Linked DNA regions of Columba livia: region 2 is linked to region 1. The links are chromatin contacts, called in public Hi-C maps. All regions are on one chromosome and are shown on one strand. Each heading gives the region's core, a stretch centred on a gene start, on an enhancer-like site or on the middle of the called end of the contact. The rest is flanking DNA. Distances are from core to core; before and after follow the strand shown.

Evidence for each region. Hi-C and Micro-C count contacts between places; a contact is called where the count stands out from the background.
Region 2: a Hi-C map of liver shows a contact between it and region 1, with 3 times the contacts expected there. The contact joins the promoter of CDC123 here to the promoter of OPTN in region 1. A contact is called at or near these places in 2 of 2 Hi-C or Micro-C datasets (crop and liver).

The regions. Positions count from the first base shown.
Region 1 is chr1:204,539,441-204,544,206 of bColLiv1.pat.W.v2, forward strand. OPTN (optineurin) reads right to left here and starts at 2,869. Exons shown (of 14, transcript XM_065049279.1): 1 at 2,705-2,869; 2 at 1,776-1,955. The coding sequence starts at 1,941. LOC110364575 (a long non-coding RNA gene) reads left to right here and starts at 2,841. Exons shown (of 3, transcript XR_002423448.2): 1 at 2,841-2,975.
Region 2 is chr1:204,930,587-204,935,352 of bColLiv1.pat.W.v2, forward strand. CDC123 (cell division cycle 123) reads right to left here and starts at 2,566. Exons shown (of 12, transcript XM_065050183.1): 1 at 2,387-2,566; 2 at 588-659. The coding sequence starts at 2,460. It overlaps NUDT5 (nudix hydrolase 5), which reads left to right and starts at 2,540. Exons shown (of 11, transcript XM_065050181.1): 1 at 2,540-2,676; 2 at 2,941-3,056.

The DNA of each region.
Region 1 (4,766 bases), core at 1,619-4,118:
TTAAAATTAATACCCTGTCAACGAAACAGCAGATTTCCTCTACACTGAGCTCAGCATTCTTCAATGCACTAGCAATAATTAGGTACAAAATGTGACCCTCCTCATCAAGTATCTTAAATACCAAAGCAAAACTAAACTTATTATAGCTTGTTAGCACTATAATAAATAGCATTAAATCTGCTACTGAAATCACATGCCCGCAGTGTCTCACTTCTTGACTTATTCCTAAACCAAAAAGTACAAGCAAGAAGTCTTGTTCACAAGAGGTACTTGGTACCTTGCTGCATGTGTTATTTACGTTATCAGTCCAAATTAAACTACTGAACTGGAAGTCTGAAACTCCTGAGACTTGGTAGGGACAACAGACACGCTGGACTGGTAAATTACTGCATGAAAACTGATCTATCAAATCAAAAGTCTCAAATATGCCCAACAACGCTCTACTTGAACATTTGGTTAAGATTTGACTGAAAGCGCTGAAAAAAATGTATCTGACAGCTTTAGCAAAGTCGGTTCCCCCTGGCTGGGAAACCAGATGTATGTAACCAAGTCAGTATGCAACAACGTCAGCCTTACTATTGCAAAATGCTTACAAAATTTTTAGGAAGAGTCAATGACTTGCTTTTTAAAAGCAGCAATCTCAAAGCCAGTTGCTTGGAAATCTTTTATAAATTGTAAGTTCCATTATGTCCTGATGTCATATTATAAACTGCCAACAAGTCCTTCAGGTTATGTAAATAAAGGCAGCTCTGCAGAACAATTCTGCAAGGTATGAGATACAGCAGCTATAAATATGGTCACACAACATTATCTTATGTGATATAGGAGCTTTTGGCAAAATACCAGAGACACTTCTCGAAACAACTTTCCAGACAGATACCCATGAGACTCCAAGGCAGAGAACTTGGACAAGGTTCAAAGATGATTGAAGTGGAATTTAAACACTAGTGTAAAATCACAGCATACAAGATATGTGACTTCATGCTCTGCTGCCATATAAACAGTGAGGTAACCTTGTCTTTTACAGAGAAAAATTCCCAAATCCCTTGGGTTTTGCTCTATCCATTTAAAAAACAACAACAAACCATATCCGACACCTAAAGTCCTGGGAACAACAAGCAAAGCTCTTTCACCTGAAAAGCTCAACTCTATGCATTTTCAGGGAAAAATATCGGTCTCTCCCAGACAGACCCTGTCAAGGCAGCCACTTCCTTTTGAAGTACAGAACATGTTGCCACATCTAAAGGTTCGTAATTGTTACTACACACACTGTAGGACAACCTGCTCCAATTCCCCTCCACAGCCCCTTTCAGACAGCACCCCAACCCAAACTGTTCTGGGCACTGCGGTACCCACACCTCCTGATGCAGCTACGGCAAAACTTTGTCTGTAGCGGAGCTGCCCACCAGTCCCAAAATATAAAGCAAAAAAGCTCTTAGAGGTTGATGAGCAAAAAGCATATCATACTACGAGATTTTTCACCTTATCTGCTAAAATATGCAGCGCTATACTACTCGTATGTGTAATTCTGGAGCAAATAAGTCACCTATAAATTGGGCTGTTCTCCCACCAATCTTCCATATTGATTCAGTTCGATGTACTCTGTCAAACTGGCCTTGCCACTTGCAGAGTGACTTATACAGCAAATGCTACCCTGGTACAAAATGTTATCCAGCAATGGCAAATGAGGACTGAATACTCATAGGACAAAAAAAAATTCCACAGAAGCAGCCTGGGGCTTTTGCATTTCAAGATCAGTTCACATGCACGTTCACCTTTTAGCTCATTGTTCTCAGTGATCAGTTCTTTCATCTGTTGTACCATCTCTTCTGGGGTGTAGGTACTAAGGGTGGGGGCAGCCATGCTGTCTGTTCTGTTTTCCATTCTGCTCCTGGGACGCTCTCCATTTTCAGCAGGACGGCTCTTCAACTTGTAGGACATCTCTGAGGTGTCTACTACACGGTTTGCAAAAGGAAAAGTCTCAATTTCTTGCCCAGTGTTTATAAAGAAAGCATAATCATACCCTCGTTTTATTCAGACAAGCAAGCCGCGCGTCTTATCATAACACACAACCACCCCTCTGACCCTGCTACATCAGGGTGTTCTAAGTCTCCATATCCCATTAACCCCTGACAGGACTGCATGAAACAGAGATGTCTCTCGGGCTAACCAACCCTTCCTGGGGAGCCCCTTTCTCTGGGGATGAAACAACCACCGCCCCTGTCTCACCCACTCTCCCGTTTTTCCCTCACCAGCCCTGGGCGTCCGCTGCCTGACAGTGCTCGGCAGCTCTCGCCCTTGGACACCGCCCGGCCCGGACAGGCCCCGCTCGCCCCCCTGACGCTGCGTTTCACGCCGAGATCACATTTCCGCGCACTTTTAACTTTCATTTTCGCTTTCTTGTCCCTTTTTTTTTCTTCTCCACCACAGAACCGGCACCCTGGCGCGGTACCGGCTGAGACACCCGCCTCTGCCCAGTCACGGCCGCCCCGTCCCACGCCATCACCACCCCCTTCCCGGGGGCGGCCTCCGGGCGCCGCAAACCGGCGTTTCCCGCTCGCCCTTCCCCGGCGCAGGCCCAGCCTGAAGTCGCCGAGTCAGCGGGCGAACCCGCCCACGGCCCCCGGCAGCGAAAGCGGCCCCCGCCCGCCGTTCCCCCGCGCCAGGCTCCCTTCAGGGGCAGCCACCGCCGCTCCCCGCTCACCCCCCTCACGGAGCGCCCATGGCAGCGGCGGCGGCCCGGCTCAGCTGACTGCCCGGCCCCGCCTCCTCCTCCTCCGCGGGGACTTCCCGAGCTCCGGCCTTCCCGCCCACCGCCAGCCCGGGTTGCGGGGCTCCCGGTGCTGGTTGTGCTTCCGCTGCCCTCGCCGTCTCCCGGGCACACAGCGCCCGCCTTCCCTCACGCTCCCCCCGCTTCCCGCCCCGGCCGGCCAGCCGAGCGGGAACTGAAGTAAAATCCCCCAAGATGAAGCAAGGTCGTGTGGGGAGCACAGGGCCTGTCAGGGGGAAACGATGGATCTGCACTGGATCCGTTTGGCTTTCAAGAAGCAAAATGTTTCATTCAAATTTGAGAAGAAGGAGTGACTGGAGCATATGGTGGAGCAGAGAGCAGCACCAAGAGGGATGGTTGTGTGGACCTGTTGGAGAGAGGCCGGAGGAGCCACGGCAATGATCCGAGGCTGGAACAGCTCTGCTGGGAGGACAGGCTGAGAGAGTTGGGGTGTTCAGCTGGAGAAGAGAAGGCTCCAGGGAGACCTTATTGTGGCCTTTCTGTACTTAAAATAGGCCAATAAGAAAAATGGGGACAGACTTTTTAGTGGGGCCTGTTATGGCAGGACAAGGGATGATGGTTTTTGACTAGAGGAAGGCAGATTCAGCCTAGACAAAAGGAAGAAATGTTTTACCCTGAGGGTGGTGAAACGCTGTCCCAGGTTGCCCAGAGAGGTGGTGGATGAACCGTCCCTGGGGACATCCCAGGCCAGGCTGGACGGGGCTTTGAGCAACCCGATATGGGTGAAGATGTCCCTGCTCATGGCGGGGTGGCACTGGATGAGCTTTGAAAGTCCCTTCCAACCCAAACTCTTGTATGATTAGGAAAGGCTTCTTTTTGCACAAGGCCTAAAAGATGAGATCAGACAGTGAGTGTGAGGCAAACGAAAGGGAGCACCTTTTGCACAGGGCGTAATGATGTTTTAGTGATTATTGCCACGCGATCAGATTAATTGGGATGGGATTTGCCACGCTATGGGGGTGTCACCCATAAGGGCTGTTAAATGAGCTGGATGCAGTGTCTGAGCTGGGAAGGCCTTAAATGTGTGATTCCCATGGACGGAGTTAGTTGGGGCAGTTCATCCGAATGACTGTCCTGAGCAGAATGATGGGTGGGAATTACCCCACAGTGCCTGTTCTTTGGTAATAGGGCCAGCTATGATATTTTTGTTCCTTTGTTTTCAATGGGAAAAAATGCCATTTTAGCTAAAATGTCAGCTTTCTATGTGTAAAATATCACTCTTTTATAAAAAAAAAAACAACAAAAAAAACCCACAAAACACACATAGCTTGAAAATAAGCCCTTTTGGTTTGAAAATGCTGCTTTGATATCTTCTAGGAGCTGTGAACTGTCAGCTGTAAGGTGAAGTCATGCCCTTCTGTGGATGGTCTCCCCAGCTGCCCTCCAAGCACTGCAGCCAGGAGCTCCCCAGTGTGACAGAGGACAGGTGGTGGATGCTGACAGGGAGCAATCCTTTTACAGCTGAGGAGCTTCAACATCCAAATTGAGGGTGCAGGTTACAAATCTCCCTAGAAATAAAACCAGCAGACACTTAGGACCCCCTGCGTGGTAAAGAACAGGTCTGATAGCAGGGTTATCCATGTGCTTTCTGCTTACACTGCTGACAAAGGGAACCCAGCACCTTGTAGGTACACTGACATTTTCTCTGCTTGAGGGAGTGTGATCTCTGAATTACTGTTGTCTTCCATCCCTGCATCCATGGCTGGTACGTTACACAGAAGTGTACAGGAGCTAGAGCAGCAATAAAAGTAGCTTCTGTGAGAATGAGGGACAGAAATACGAGCAGCTTGTCGTGGCTTTTTATTTGAGCTCTGAGCTAAGTTCTTGCAAACTGCAGGGCCTTGCTGCGTGTGCAGCAAAGAAAGAACAACTTTTTTCATTTGTCAGAGGAATTTAAAGAAGCATTTGCTGTTTTATTACACTCCAGATTGCTATTTTTTTCTCACAGTAATCCCAGATCTGTTTGTAGTACCCA
Region 2 (4,766 bases), core at 1,316-3,815, 390 kb after region 1:
TATCCGCCTCATTCTTTTCCATCCAAAATCTTGGTATATGTGTACACACTGGACATCGAGCCATGTTGTAGGCGTGGATTACAGGTGTGTCAATGATTATAGAAACGCAATAACTACTAAGATTTTATATATAGGAGATCTTATGGAGAATTAAACTCAGGTAATGTCACTTCACCCCTGGATAAGGCTGCAGGGACGTGAATGGTGTGGCACAGCCCAAGCCTTTGAACTGGAGAGAACTGTATCAAAGCAACCAGACACAAATCAGCAGGCTGTGCACTGAAACCCGAGAGACCAGTAGAGTCCGCAACGAAAAAGGAGAAAAAAATGAAAGAACTGCCCCTATTTGGTCTAGAATCAAGCATACTAATTGGATTTTAGGATCTGCATCAGACACCAGCAAGTCAAGTTTCACTAACAGCAACAGTCAGCCCATTCACATGCTCACACAGAATGAGATTTATTGCAGCCAGTCTGGTCAAATTTTAAAAACACAGCTATAGGAAACATAATATGTTTATACAAAATAGTGCTCCAAATATAAAATAGCACTAATTCTTGGAGGGAGGGGGGAAAATACTCTTTACCTTCCAGAAACCACAAGTGTTCCATCATCCAGCAAATATTCTTTCACATTATCTGGCAGGGGAAGTATAACGCTGGAAGAAACATAAAAAAATCTTTAATGATTTATTATTAATATTACTTATTTAAATAATAACAAGAGCTGAATAAAAATAACTTGCTTTTTAATAGGATATAACTCAATAAAGGTATATTTTAGTATCTAAAACTATGAAAAAAAACATTCCTCTTTCTCCCTTCTCATCCCTTCCCAAAAAGCAATGCCCATTTTCCCTCTAGGGAAGTAGAAGAGAAAGAGACAAAAATTTTAGACGAAATGCAAAATAATGCCCCATTCCTTGAAAGCTCTAAGAAATTCAAAGAAACAGGGTGCATGACCAGTGAGGAGACATCATGTTGCTCAAACTAAACATTTCCCCTCTTGAGATCCAAACCAAAATTTGCCTATACCACCCAAACACTCCAAAAACGCAAGACTATCACTAAACTTACCAAAAATATGCACGCACTAAACACTAAAATCCATGAAATATTAAATGGAAAAGGTTCTTCACCCAGAGGGTGCTGGACACTGGAACAGGCTCCCCAGGGAGGTGTCACGGCCCCAAGCCTGACAGTGTTCAAGAAGAGACTGGACAACACCCTCAGACACATGGTGTGAACTGTGGGCTTGTCCTGTGCAGGGACAGGAGTTGGACTCGATGATCCTTGTGGGTCCCTTCCAACTCAGGACATTCTGTGATTCTGTGAAATGGTCTGATCACTAAAAGACCGATATCAGCACTTTTTGATCCAACCGGGCAACAAACTTGAGCTTGACTTTGCTGAGTTGCTGGTAGCTCTCATAACCACCTTGTGACCTGCAGCAGCACCTTAGAAACTGCCGAATTTGCTACAGCTTCCAGAAATACACAGAAACACCAAGTCAGCCACCTGATTTGGGTGCATTTAGACCTCGAAAGCTCATCCAGTCCAATCCCCCTGCTGGAGCAGGAACACCCAGATGAGGTTACACAGGAAGGTGTCCAGGTGGATTTTGGATGTCTACAGAGAAGGAGACTCCACAACCTCCCTGGGCAGCCTGTTCCAGTGCCTGTCACCCTCACTGAGAAGAAGTTTCTTCTCAAATTTAAGTGGAACCTCTTGTGTTCCAGTTTGTACCCATTACCCCTTGTCCTATCATTGTTTGTCACCAAGAAGAGCCTGGCTCCATCCTCCTGACACTTACCCTTTATATATTTATAAACATTAATGAGGTCACCCCTCAGTCTCCTCTTCTCCAGCTCCAGAGCCCCAGCTCCCTCAGCCTTTCCTCACACAGGAGATGCTCCACTCCCTTCAGCATCTTTGTTGCCCTGTGCTGGACTCTCTCCAGATCCCTGTCCTTCTGGAACTGAGGGTCCTCGCCTCAGCTCCTGTTCTCCAGCTGAACCCCCCAGGTCCCTCAGCCGCTCCCATCACACTTGTGCTCCAGACCCTTCCCCAGCTTCGTTGCCTCTGCTGCACTCTCTCTAGTATTTCAATGTCCTTCTTATGACGAGGGGCCCAAAATTGATTACAGTATTCAAAGTGCGGCCTCTGCAGTGCCCAGTACAGTGGCACAATCGCTCCTCTAGTCCTGCTGGCCACACTATTTCTGACACAGGCCAGGATGCTGTTGGCCTTTTTAGCCACCTCGGCACACGCTGGCTCACACTCCTCCCTGCCTTCGCCCACACACCCGCTCCTCCCGGCCCAGCCTCCAGTCCAGCCCCACAGCGCCAGGGCCGGGCCTGCCCCAGCCCCACAGCGCTCCCCTCACCTGCGGATGGTGACGGCCCGGAACAGCGGGTACCACACGGAGAACTGGCAGTGCACCACCTGCTCCTTCTTCATCTTCCCCGCTCGGTCCGGCCCGTTTCTCCGCGCTGCTCCCGGAAGCTCCCGCTCCGCCCGGAACCTTTCCCGCGGCTCCCGCCGCCGCCCGGCCCGCCATGGCCGGCGCACCCGGCCCCGCCTCGGCGGGCGTAGAGCGGCCCCGCCCCGCCTTACCTCACGTAACCTCAGTCACCGCCACCTCCGCTCCCGGCCGCCCCGACCTCATCGCTCCCGGTACCGCTCCCCTCAGCGGCTGGGCTCGCTGTGCCGGCCCCGTACGTGTGCGCGGCCCGGGCGGGCGGTTCGCGGGGGAGCGCGGTGCCCTGAGGGGAGCGGCGGGTGTTTCCCGCCCAGCAGGTTTTGTTTCCTCCCTTTGCGTGTGCTCGTGTCAGTTTTCCTCAGCGGTGTAACGGAGCTGCCTCTCTTTCTCCGAGCAGGCCTGGGATTCATTTCATTTTGCAGACAGTCACACAATAACAACAATATATTCCTTTTAAGGTTCTGCCCGAGTGGCACCTGTGTGGAGAACCGAGTCGTTCCCATCTGGTCCTTTCCTCGTATCTGCGGGTTCGGGCTGTCTCCTCAAGGCCTCTCACACATCACTTGTCTGGAAGGTTGATATTATTAATAACAATACGGAGATGCCACTAACCCGCTTCTGCTTCTGCCAGATCGTCTTTGTTGTTGTTTGTTCTGCACGGCGAGGGCCAGTTATTTTTCCATATTTTATTTGGTTTTGAGCAAATTCCTGCTAAATACTGTGACAAAAATGAAATGTTTTTTCCTTGTTTCTTCCTTCTCCCTTTCTCCCATCAACTTCTGCTAATTAACTGATTGCATTGCTAGAATCTTACTGTTGAAATGCAAGCGCACTGACTGATGGTAACGAGTTTAGAGTGACTCGGGAGCTTTTAGTGATGTTGATCTTCAGCTTGTGTACTTTAGTATGCTGTTGGTAAAATTGTGCCAGTTTTGCACGTTCTTTATAAGAAACTCTGTATTACATTTTATCTCGAGCTTGCCTTAGGACACCACTGCTGAGCTCCCATTAAATCTGGTTGCCGTCAGCTGGGATCCGTAGTTTGCATCAAGAATATACCTTTTCAAAATCCACCTATCATGACTTGGATAGGTTCATGTAAAGCACTATTAGCTTGGCTGCTCTCTAAGCTGGTTCACAGGCCTCAGTTGGCTTGAGATTTTAACTCCCGAGAGGGTAATTTGGAAACCGTAGAAATGTTGGATGTTGCCTTGGAAGGAAACCACTCAACAAGGGAATAAGCAATTGGAATAAAGTTATGCTTTTTATAAATGGGATGCCCTTTTCAGGTGTGAGTTTGACCCCCACATGAAAGAAATTGCATGAGTAGCATGGAGTGCTAGCAATAGCCTGGAACACTAGTCATAAAAAGTCATCAGAGAAGGCAGAAGTGGGACAAACTTTGTTTTTCTATCATTTATAGCTCAGTATAGTGCTGTTGATTTTTGCTAAGGAGGCTGATAAATGTGGGCGCTTTGACGTATTCATTAAATTGCATGGATAACTGCTAGAAATGTATATTAATGTAATCGTAAGTCAGCCAGGCTGCTGTGCGAGCTGTGTTGCATTTTTAACTAAAATGATGTAGTGGTAGTTTTATGAGAGAGAAGAACCTTCCTGTCTGAGAGCTGTGAGACAAGGTCAGTTCTGAAGCCTGACGTGGCAGTGTTCAGTTTAATGTTCAGTTGCAGCTGATTTTGTTTATGAGTGAAAGGTGTTGCCACCTTTGACAGTATGACTAATGTGAAATAACAGAATTGCAGCCTTCATTTAACCAAATGGTATTTCTTTCTAACAGCAGAAATTCCCACTTCTGTGCAGTCAACAGAATTTGGAAAAAAAAATACTTTTTTGGTGGAACTTTTAAAAGTGTCACTTATACATGGAGTTATTGCACCCACCTGTGGAGGAGATCAAAACTACAGAAACTGATGTAGATGAGTCTTACTGGTTTTAGTTTTCAGCTCTTTGAGATGTCAGTGATAATTCAAACCACTGAGGCTGTATAATTTCTTTTCTCATTTTAAATCACAAGCCACCCTTGAATCTCTGCACTGCAGAGGAGAGTGAGCTGTCTTGAAAAGAGCCTCTGCCATAAGCTGAGGTTCTAGTATATGTTTGTAACTGATCCAGTGAAGTATTATTATTGCTGTACAAACCATTACTGTACCTGCTTGTGGAATTTAGGGTACAATTGTGGTAATCTGGGTTTGAGAAAGATACACTGATACTTGCAAGTTGATGTAGAAGGATTAGTGTGATCAATGGAACAGGATTTCTGTGA